Regions from separate parts of the Bombyx mori genome. Here region 1 is linked to region 2. Evidence: chromatin contacts called from public Hi-C data. All regions are on one chromosome and are shown on one strand. The core of a region is the stretch at or near the end of the contact, and the rest is flanking DNA. Distances in the headings are between cores, read along the strand shown.

Region 1 (4,908 bases), core at 144-2,643, 45 kb after region 2:
AAGATGCCCAGGGAGAGCCAAGAGGAGAACAACGGTTTTACGAAGACTAAAGTTTGGAAGTTAAATAAATTGATTTGAACTGGTTTCTTATTTCTTTCAACGTATTACTGTTCCAGTCCGCTTCGGCCGCCAAGCAATTCTTAACTACTGATACCATCCACCCCACGCTTTTTTTACAATAAAATCATTTTTTGTTACACTGTTTTTAATTCAAATTTATTAAAATTTATTTTCTATTTTTTAGTTGGATTTTCTATAAAAGCATATTTTTTTATATTATTTGTTTTCTGATTAAAGTATTTATTGGTGGCCGGAAGGCCTTTCCAGTTTCACCAGGACAGGTGAGCGAGCAGCAAAGGCTCAGCCACTATGGTGTGGTCAACTACACACAAGCGTTCGTACGGACCATAGATAATATTAAGTGTATTATCTATGGTTCTGAGCTTAGATCCCCTTGCCTTTCTTAATAAGGAAAAATTGTACAAAAAAAAATTTCTATAGCGCTGGAGACGCGGGAGGAAAACGGGTTACGATATTTTATTTTGAGGTTCACGTTCAAAGTTAGACAAAGAAAACGCTTATAAAACTTTTTATTATTCACAAAATACAAAAGGCTTTCTACAAGGCACTAGTTGGTTAGTTTGGGTTTCGTTACGTTGTAAAGTCGCTACAGTTCACACAGTTCGTACTTATGCACTAGTCGGTAGGACGCGAAGAAAACCTCTACCGCTCCCTCTCAGAAGTTACCATAAATTTAATCCGTTCTTTTTTTCATTAATTTAAGTAAATTTACCATACCATCCGAAAATCTAGTGTTAAAGTATATAACCGATGGTTTTTATTACCTAAATATAATAACAAATGTTAGGTACAAAATCTTACAGCTAAATCTAAATTATTTACATTTTAGTTTAACAAATATATACTTAAAATATAATTTTAGTTCAATAAATTTTAATTTAATTTGTTCAACCGTTTTGTACGTTACAAGTTTATTTATAAGACTTCACTTATTAAGTACTAGATGTTACAATTAAAAGTATATTGTAATTCATTAAAACTACACCTGTATTTTCTTCCTTCTCTAGTGTACAGATTTGAAATAATTTATAAAAGCGCCATCTCGCGGAAATTACCGGTACTATTTATTAAAAAGTACAGTGCCATCTAGCGGCAGTGAACACAATGCTCGGACGGATTTTTAAACGCTTTACAGTTGAATTATAATTGATAATTATGCATAGTGTTCGCGTACATTCCGTGTTTGGATCGCGCGGTGCGTCCTGAGTAGTGAGAGTACGTGTCCATGTCCATGGGCGCGTGCGGGTGCATGATGAGCACGGGCTGCAGCGCCAGAGACTTCCTAGAGCCGCTAACAGATGTCGCGTCCGTCACGTAGCCGTTGTTCACCTCACCTGCAATTGAGAATATGACATTTTGTATGACGAGAGCCAGGACCATATATTATATATATTAAAATTGAATGCCAGGACTCCTCACTTGGTAGCAGCCAGACCGAGTGCATTATTATAATTTGCGTAATTACTGGTGGTAGGACCTCGTGTGAGTCCGCACGGGTAGGCACCACCACACTGCATATTTCTGCCGTGAAGCAGTAAAGCGTTTCGGTTTGAAGGGTGGGGCAGCCGTTGTAATTACACTGAGACCTTAGAACTTATATCTCAAGGTGGGATGCGCATTTACGTTGTAGATGTCTATGGGCTCCAGTAACCACTTAACACCAGGTGGACTGTGAGCTCGTCCACCCATCTAAGCAATAAAAAAAAACCTTTTACAAACCACGATATATTATTGTATTTCTGATGCGCGTACTTCACTCCCGCGATTTTATGATCCAACAATATTTATGCAATTTGCATAAGTAAAATTATTTGCAAACCTTTATCACTAGGTCTCACAGAAGGGACATATTCAACATCTAAGTTGTTTTATTTTAACAATTAAAGCTTATTTAATGGTTTGAGTTCGCGTTTTTTTACTATCATTACATTAATTCTGTCATTTCGAATTCTCAACAGTTTTCTTGGTCGCAAAAACAAAACGTTTTTTATTTATTTATTTACTACTTAGACGGTTGGACGATCTTACAGCCCACCTGGTGTAAAGTGGTTACCGGTTATCGTACATAAGTCTCGCGCAAAGAACGTATTCTTGAGATATTAGTTAGTTGTTTTCACTTGGTCATGTACGTAGCTTAATCAGAGATGCATTGGTGTCGCCCGCCGTGGCAACCGTGATGGGAGCGGCCGCTGACGTTTGCTCCTGACCCAGATACGAACCAGGCCACTTAAGGTTTTCTTTATTGCATAGATGAGTGGACGAGCTCACAGCCCACTTGGTGTTAAGTGGTTACTGGAGCCGGTAGACATCTACAACGTAAATGCGCCACCCACCTTGAGATATAAGTTCTAAGGTCTCAAGTCTCGGCTGCCCCACCCTTTAAACCGAAACGCATTACTGCTTCACGGCAGAAATAGGCGGGGCGGTGGTACCTACCCGTGCGGACTCACAAGAGGTCCTACCACCAGTTTTGCGGGTTCGATTTTTATTACACATTATTATTCCTTCACCGTGGAAGTCAATCGTGAACATTTTTTAAGTACGTATTTCATTAGAAAAATTGGTACCCGCCTGCGGGATTCGAACACCGGTGCATCGCTACACACGAATGCACCAGACCTCTTATCCTTTAGGCCACAACGACTTAGATTTTAGTGGTTACTGGTAGAGTGGAAGGAAGGGGTCGCGGAACCACAGACCCGTGTGATGGTCTGACCAGGTCTGCATCGCTTTCGGAGCCACCTTCAACGACACTCTTTCAGTAGCCGAATACAAAACTAGAGCATGACATCGCGACAACGAAAATCACGCACGAAGGTCACGACCCTCGGACATGAGGGGGAGGATCACGCCAGACTACCAGACACACATACCAGATCAGAACCGCTTATCTGGAACGTCTTGAACAGAAAACTGTCTCCGATCTCGGGGTACCGGGTTTAGTCATAGTAACAACCATTACGCCAACAAAACAATAGAAATAGAGGATGGGTAAATTGAAAAAATGAGGGAACGGTAAAGATACCTACAAACACTCGAACAGCGAATTAGACGCGAGAAAATATTAATTTATATATTATTATTTTTATCCTACCTATGCTGATAGCCTTGATAGGCTATTTCAGCTTCACCCTAAGGTGTGTAGGTGAGCTCACGGGGCTCAAACCGGAATGTTGCTAACACTGACCCTCGCAAGAGCAGTGCTTCGCAGAATCTACCACCGGATCGGAAACACGACCCACTGAGAAGATCCGGCGAGAAACTCAGTGGGCTGTGTCTATGGGTTAATTAATAATTAATATTTAATAATTAGGGCTCTTCGAGCCCTTCGTCGCAAGCGATGGGTTCGACGAGGGCGGTGACCGTATATATCACATTTGCTAACAAAATAATAGAAATAGAGGATGAGTGAATTGAAAAATTATAAATTTTTTTTTTATGGATTTTATGACCTGGTAACTAAGACCTTTAAGTCATGTCTTATTTTAATTTATATTCTTATTTTTATGATAAATGATAATATGAAGTGAAATGAAATGAAGATGATTAATTTGAGGCATTAATCAACTGGGATGACATTAAATGAAATGAGATGATATGGAATGAAATATAATCGCAGTAAAATGGTGGTCATTTACTGAGATTTGAAAAATAATAATGAGGAAATCGTAAAGTTATCCCTCAAACCTTCGAACAGCGAATTAGACGCGAGAAAATATTAATTTATATATCACATTTGAGGTCGCCACCGGTCGTATGCTCCTTTAAGCATTTTATTATGCGTGACATGTAACACTAACACGCTTCTATTACTTAATCTCCGAAAGATTCTAACCTCGACTCTAATTCCGATCAAATATTCAAATTTCTAATTTAATTGGCGTTCGTAAAATGAATTTATGTAATTTTTAGGAATTTCGATAAGGTGTTGCAGTAATAGCGCTCTGGTGGGTGCGGTCGGACTTCGGGGCGTTTCGAAAGAATACGATTTGTGCACAGGTACCAGCGACATGTCAGATACGCGAACCCTCGGGTTAGAAGTTCGATAGAGGTAGTAGTCGTCGTGGCCTAATGGATAAGACGCCGGGTGTATTTATATCGAGCGATACCACTGTGCCGGTGTTCGGATCCCGCAGACAGACTTATTTTTGAAATCAAATACACACTTTTATTGCTTAGATGTGTGGACGAGCTCACAGCCCACCTGGTGTTAAGTAGTTACTGGAGCCCATAGACATCTACAAAGTAAATGCGCCACCCACCTTGAGATATAAATTCTAAGGTCTCAAGTAAAGTTACAACGGCTGCCCCGCCCTTCAAACCGAAACGCATTACTGCTTCACGGCAGAAATCGGCGGGGTGGTGGTACCTACCCGTGCGGACTCCCAAGAGGTCCTACCACCAGTAAAAACCACTTAACAACTGTTCACGATTCATTTCCACGATGAAGGAATAAAGTCGTTTAATAAAAATCAAAACCGCAATAATTCATTATAATTTGCGTAATAAATAGGCTATTTGTTACTTCGACTTAATATCTCAATGCGAATGGCCGCATTTAGGTACGTTGTAGATGTCTATGGGCTCAGGTAGCCAATTAACACCAGGTGGGCCGCGAGCTTATTCACCTGACTGAATAATCTATACTTATATATAAAAATGAATTGCTGTTCGTTAGTCTCGCTAAAACTCGAGAACGGCTGGACCGATTTGGCTAATTTTGGTTTTGAATTATTTGTGGAAGTCCAGAGAAGGTTTAAATTAAATTAATTAAATAAAAATAAATTTGTTTTTCCTTTGATGTGTCCCCCGTCGGACGGATTCCTT
Region 2 (5,206 bases), core at 268-2,767:
TTAAGGAGCTATGTAAACCCCTATTTTGAAACATTCTTTATTGGTGCTCCACTTGTCTTAGAGAGATGTTATATAGCCGTCTTCCTCAATAAATGGGTTATCTTTAACACAAATAATTTTTCAAATCGGACCAATTAATATTTCCTGAGATTAGCGTGTTCAAACAAACAAACTTCAGATTTGTAATATTATGAAGTATAGATAAATACAAGAATTCCAGCAAATACTAAATTTCAATTTCTGATGAACCTTAAGCATATTTTTTATTAAAATTCCATTATACGATGCTCCTACCATAAATTAATTATTTAAATTGTTTATCTAAATTTATTGTCCTGATATTATTGACAGTTCAATATCATGGGTATCTATCTTGCTTGTGCTTCTTTCTGGAATCTTTTTCTTTTTAACTTAAGATTATATTTAGGGGAAAAAGCGGGAAAAAAAGAAACTTTGTTACAAATAAAATAAAATTTTATTCATGTTTATTATGTTTTAACTTTTACAAAAGATTTATTACGAAATTGGTATAAAGATATAATAAATACATTTTTCGTTACATTAAACTATCTTATGAAACAATGAAAAAAACACTTTTACATTTTAAGACAGTAGCAGTTTAGCACCTACATTTTACAAATTGCTCTCTATCAATTTTTAAATTATTTTAATTCAAAACAAACCCCAAAACATTCTCAAGCAGACTTAATGCAACTACCAAACAACAGATGGCGTTGTGCCTAAGCCAAAATGGCGACCTACTTGAAAAATAATATCGCAAAATTTTCTTTTCACAATAATATCCTCATGTTTAATTCACTTCTCGGGCAACTTGATGACGGGCATTTGTGAATAGCCCCAGTCTGATTCGCAGTGGTCGATCAACTGTCTCTCGGCTTCAGATAATGTTGATAAATCTATTTCTTGACTGTCTGTGAATGGATCTGTATACGGATAGTGTACCAGCACGCAACTGAAGTCCATGGGAGAGCAGTAACCAAGCATTCTCCTCAGCTTAGTCTCACAATCGACCTGTGTACAAAGAAACGAATTTGTTAGCTTTTTTATTTTGATTCCTTTTAACTTAATTCCTTGAATCGTTATAAATTCGATTAATAGGTTCTTGTTAGAGAGTCGGAAATTTTAATGACTTTTTTTACTTCGTGGAAACTAAATTGTCATATAAAATTAATAATAACTATGTATAATTCATTTTATGAAGAAGGAAATAAAATGAAACTCACTTTAATAACATGAATATCATTTTCAACGCAAAATGCTTGCAGGAGGACATCTTGCATATGCGTTGCACTATCGCCAGGCGGGGCTTCGGCGGTCAGGCAAAACAATGCACCATTGCAGTTCTTCGATAAGTATTGAATGGCGGGAAGTAAGCCAATAGTTAACCTTTTTTCGACACAGGCTCGCCTTAACACTGTCTTGATACATTGTCCGATAGAGCTGTGGGAAAACAAATACATTAATAAATTATATGTTACCAAAAACTTTAGTCTCTTGCATGTCAAACGGAGATGCTAACCGCCATACTACAAACAAAATATTATTATCAAAAGCATAAGGTACGTCAATTTATAGTCTAATTGGCATGTTTGAAGTTATTAGAACTTTAAAGTTCTTTGATCTAGGTCAAGTGAAATTCTTGTGAAATATTCATTTTAGTTTATGCATATTGAATTTTTCCTGTTGTAGCTGTAAAGTATTAAGATATTTATTTACCTTTTAGCTGCTATGACACTGAAGGTCTCGGCTTTTACTGGAACAACTGCTTCCTTGTACATTTTGGATAGACGAATGCTTCTTAACTCTTGAATTTCACTAATTTCCAAACTCCGCAGTGAAATCCGAATGTGAATTTTCACAGAAAGCACTAACACTTTACATAAAATCCTTCTATTATGTAAACACACTTGAACTTCTCGCAGTAATTCGAACTTGTGACACAATAATTTCACAACTTTGCTAACGAAACTCGCGTTAGTACACTTTGGATGTTCAATGTAGAATGTGGAGAAGTGACGTAGCGTTCCCTTTTATTGGAAAGGCCGCGCATGCGCACGCTAGTATTTGTATGTGTGCGTATCCTCCGATCAGTTTCGTCGGAGTTTCTTCGAAAAACGCTTGTATTTTCGGTTGTGTGAGTCGTTTTAACTAGTGTAAGTCTGTAAGTGTATATACGAGATAATAATAATGATACGTGGCACGTGGTACGTGTGTGTGAGTGGTTTTTTCTGAAATGCGAACGCGTGGCTTGTCGCGACTTGTTTAAGGACCAATTTAGTTGGAGCTACCCCGTTCTTCTTTTTTGAAGTAAATGCGGCCAGAAAAGGGTAGGTACTATCAGAACGGTAGGTCAAGGTATTTTTTGTTATCGTTAAGCGCATTGGAGAATATCGGAATTCCCGCTACATTGGGTTTTTATTTCAACAGAGGAAATATGGTTCATTTGAAAACAAAAATTGGGTTTGATTCTGGTTTAGTTGTTTTTTTATTTGTAATGAAACATTCGTTTTCAATAGGTACAAGGACTTTAGTATATTTATTGTAGAGCCATGACGGCAAGATGAGAAAACTTCTAATGGGCATTTCTTCTAGTGTTACGACAGGATAGAATTTATTTGAAGTTATGGGCAGGTAGTGAAAATGTTTTTTTTTTTTTTAAGAGATTTTATGACCTGGTAACTAAGACCTTTAAGTCATGTCTTATTTTACTTTATATTCTTAATTTTATGAAAAATGATAATATGGAGTGAAATGAAATGAAGATGATTAATTTGAGACATTAATCAACTGGGATGAAATTTAATGAAATGAGATGATATGGGATGAAATATAATCGCAGTAAAATGGTGGTCATTTACTGAGATTTTTTCAGTGGACTTTTTGGAGGAACCCGAGAAGTTACGTCCAGCAGCTTTGTTTCATTTTCCCACATTGGTGCACTTTCACAGATATTAAACATTTAATAAACCACCGTTATTACACATTTAAACCTGAAGAAACACTAAATAGACAAAATAAAACAAATCACACAACTTCACTGCTCGCGTTCCCGCCAAAAAGTCCAGTGAAAATGTTACTACTATCCTTGTACCTACCTACCCAACTTCAGAAGTCGATGTATTTTAATAGTCTCCACCACAATTCCATTACCTGCATCAGAGCGAGGAGGAAGACATTCATATAAATACGTTAGTTTGAGTATATCATTAGCTACTTATTTTTTTACCTCAAACGTAAATTAAAAAAACCGTGTTTTTTTGAAGTTTTTACTTTCTATAGCACATGAGATGTTAGTGTCGAACGTGAGAGCGACTCTTTCTTATTTTTTTGCTTAGCAGGGTCAATGACCTCGTGGCCCACGTAGTGTTAAGTGGTTACCGGAGCCCATGGACATCAGCAACGTAAATGATTTCTAGTGTATCCAAAGCAGTCAAATTGTATGCAAAAGTGAGTTTGTTTTTCACGTCTGTTAGAAACAAACAAACTCGCATTATGGCGTCGTGTTACTCAACCCAATATCAAGAAACACGTTGTTAAGTGCACTAAAAAAGACATATTCATCATTTAACACCAGGTAACAATTACTATTCTCGATCAATGTAATTTTACTATACTAAAATCTATTATTTATGTGTATAATATTGACGTCAATATTACCATGCACAAGTGACATACTTCGAACGGTTCTATTCCAAGGATCACCGCCGAACAAGTCAAATCGTGTCCTAACAAGTTAACAGGGGCAATGCCACCGGCAAACACAATGATAATAACATGATAATTATCAAGATATTATTAATGATTGTTGTTATCATACTGTTGATCTCGTGAGTAATAGCTGAACGATGTCTGGTTGCCATTATCACAAAGTCAATGTTATTCGACAAGGTTAATAGTTTGTCCTCAAGGAGAGAAAATCAGACTTATCATCCCACTGCTGGGCACGGTTTTCCGTCCAAGCGATATAAAGTGGGCTATATAAAAAAAAAGATTAAAATTTGGTAAGAGAAAAATTCTAACCGGCGCCATCTAGACGGGCTTCGAATAGCCTGCCGACCGAGAGGGCTGGTGGTCGTGGCGCTGACGACCGCCAGTCCGGTGTCCCGAGGGGGAGGGTGATGGGAGAGATGTGTTCCGCACTAAACGCTTCACTTTCCCCCCTTTGCTCTTTCATGAGTTCTGTCTCATGCGAGGTTTGGATGCTGGTTGTTGAGCGACAGGAGGTTTTGGTCGGTTCAACTCCGACATGCCCCGCCCTCGATCCCCAGTGGAGGGCGGAAGTCCGGCGATTTCCTCCTGACCAAAAAAAAGAGAAAAGGTTCAGAATTACTTTTTGTTGTTTTAGTGTTGATATTTAATTCATAAGTCAATTGTAAGTAATGAATATGAAAGCATTTTAGAGTGACAGATAATCTCACCGTTAATCTGATAGGTATTAAGTAATTACAAGATCCCTTTGATGACCGGACCACATGATTTCCACGTTGTTCAAATATCACCTTTGCGCCGATAGATATAAGATACATTCCCTTATCATTTCGCTGACAAACGATGATTTTGTATTTTAGTAAACATTTATTTACTATATCGATATTTAGGAATACGTAAAGCATACCAATTTTTTTTTTTTGAAAAGCGTGCGTGGTAGATTATCGTTGCGTTGTGGTGATGCGTTGCGGGTCGAATGCTCAGGCAGGAACCAATTATCCACGATGAGGGAACTCGTATCTTGTAATAAAGTGAAACCCATATTTAAGAGTATTTGTGGTCACTGGTGGTGCGTTGTGAGCCGCGCGGACATGGTCACCGTTCTGTCTATTATGTAGACAGCTCATCACTCAAACACCACACGGAAAACAAAGAGCCGCAAAATAGTTAAAAGCCTTACAAAATTCCGACTTATCGCTTGGGGAGTCTCTCCCAAGTAGCCCTGTATGAAGAGGTTAAAAATAAAAACAACAATGACATTGCCTATTCTTAATTGGGATATGATGATCGATAGGACGATAATTTTACGTTTTTTGCGGACTCACAAGAGGTCCTACCACCACTAAGTAAGTAGTACATGTACATTAAGCTATATTTGGTGGCAGGACATCTTGTGAGTCCGCGCGGGTGGGTACTACCAGCCTGCCTATTTCTGCCGTAAAGCAGTAATGCGTTTCGGTTTGAAGGATGGGGCAGC

The links. Hi-C and Micro-C count contacts between places; a contact is called where the count stands out from the background.
Region 1: a contact with region 2 is called in a Hi-C map of midgut, with 2.4 times the contacts expected there. The contact joins the enhancer-like site here to the promoter of LOC101742711 in region 2. A contact is called at or near these places in 5 of 7 Hi-C or Micro-C datasets (middle silk gland, midgut, an unstated tissue and 1 more).

The regions. Positions count from the first base shown.
Region 1 is chr28:463,353-468,260 of ASM3026992v2, forward strand. LOC101743003 (LHFPL tetraspan subfamily member 3 protein) reads right to left here. Exons shown (of 4, transcript XM_012696653.4): 4 at 574-1,415. The coding sequence ends at 1,222. It overlaps LOC101742711 (electron transfer flavoprotein beta subunit lysine methyltransferase), which reads left to right. Exons shown (of 5, transcript XM_062676776.1): 5 at 1-83. The coding sequence ends at 78. Among protein-coding and RNA genes, the nearest start is that of TRNAA-UGC, 5.2 kb to the left of the region's middle. Within about 2 kb of position 1,394, at least 8 of the 8 cell types and tissues checked have open chromatin away from gene starts, as enhancers often do.
Region 2 is chr28:418,523-423,728 of ASM3026992v2, forward strand. LOC101742711 (electron transfer flavoprotein beta subunit lysine methyltransferase) reads left to right here and starts at 1,518. Exons shown (of 5, transcript XM_062676776.1): 1 at 1,518-1,580. The coding sequence starts at 1,533. It overlaps LOC101742570 (growth arrest and DNA damage-inducible protein GADD45 alpha), which reads right to left and starts at 2,267. Exons shown (of 3, transcript XM_004933468.5): 1 at 1,738-2,267; 2 at 1,245-1,461; 3 at 453-1,032. The coding sequence starts at 1,799. The coding sequence ends at 817.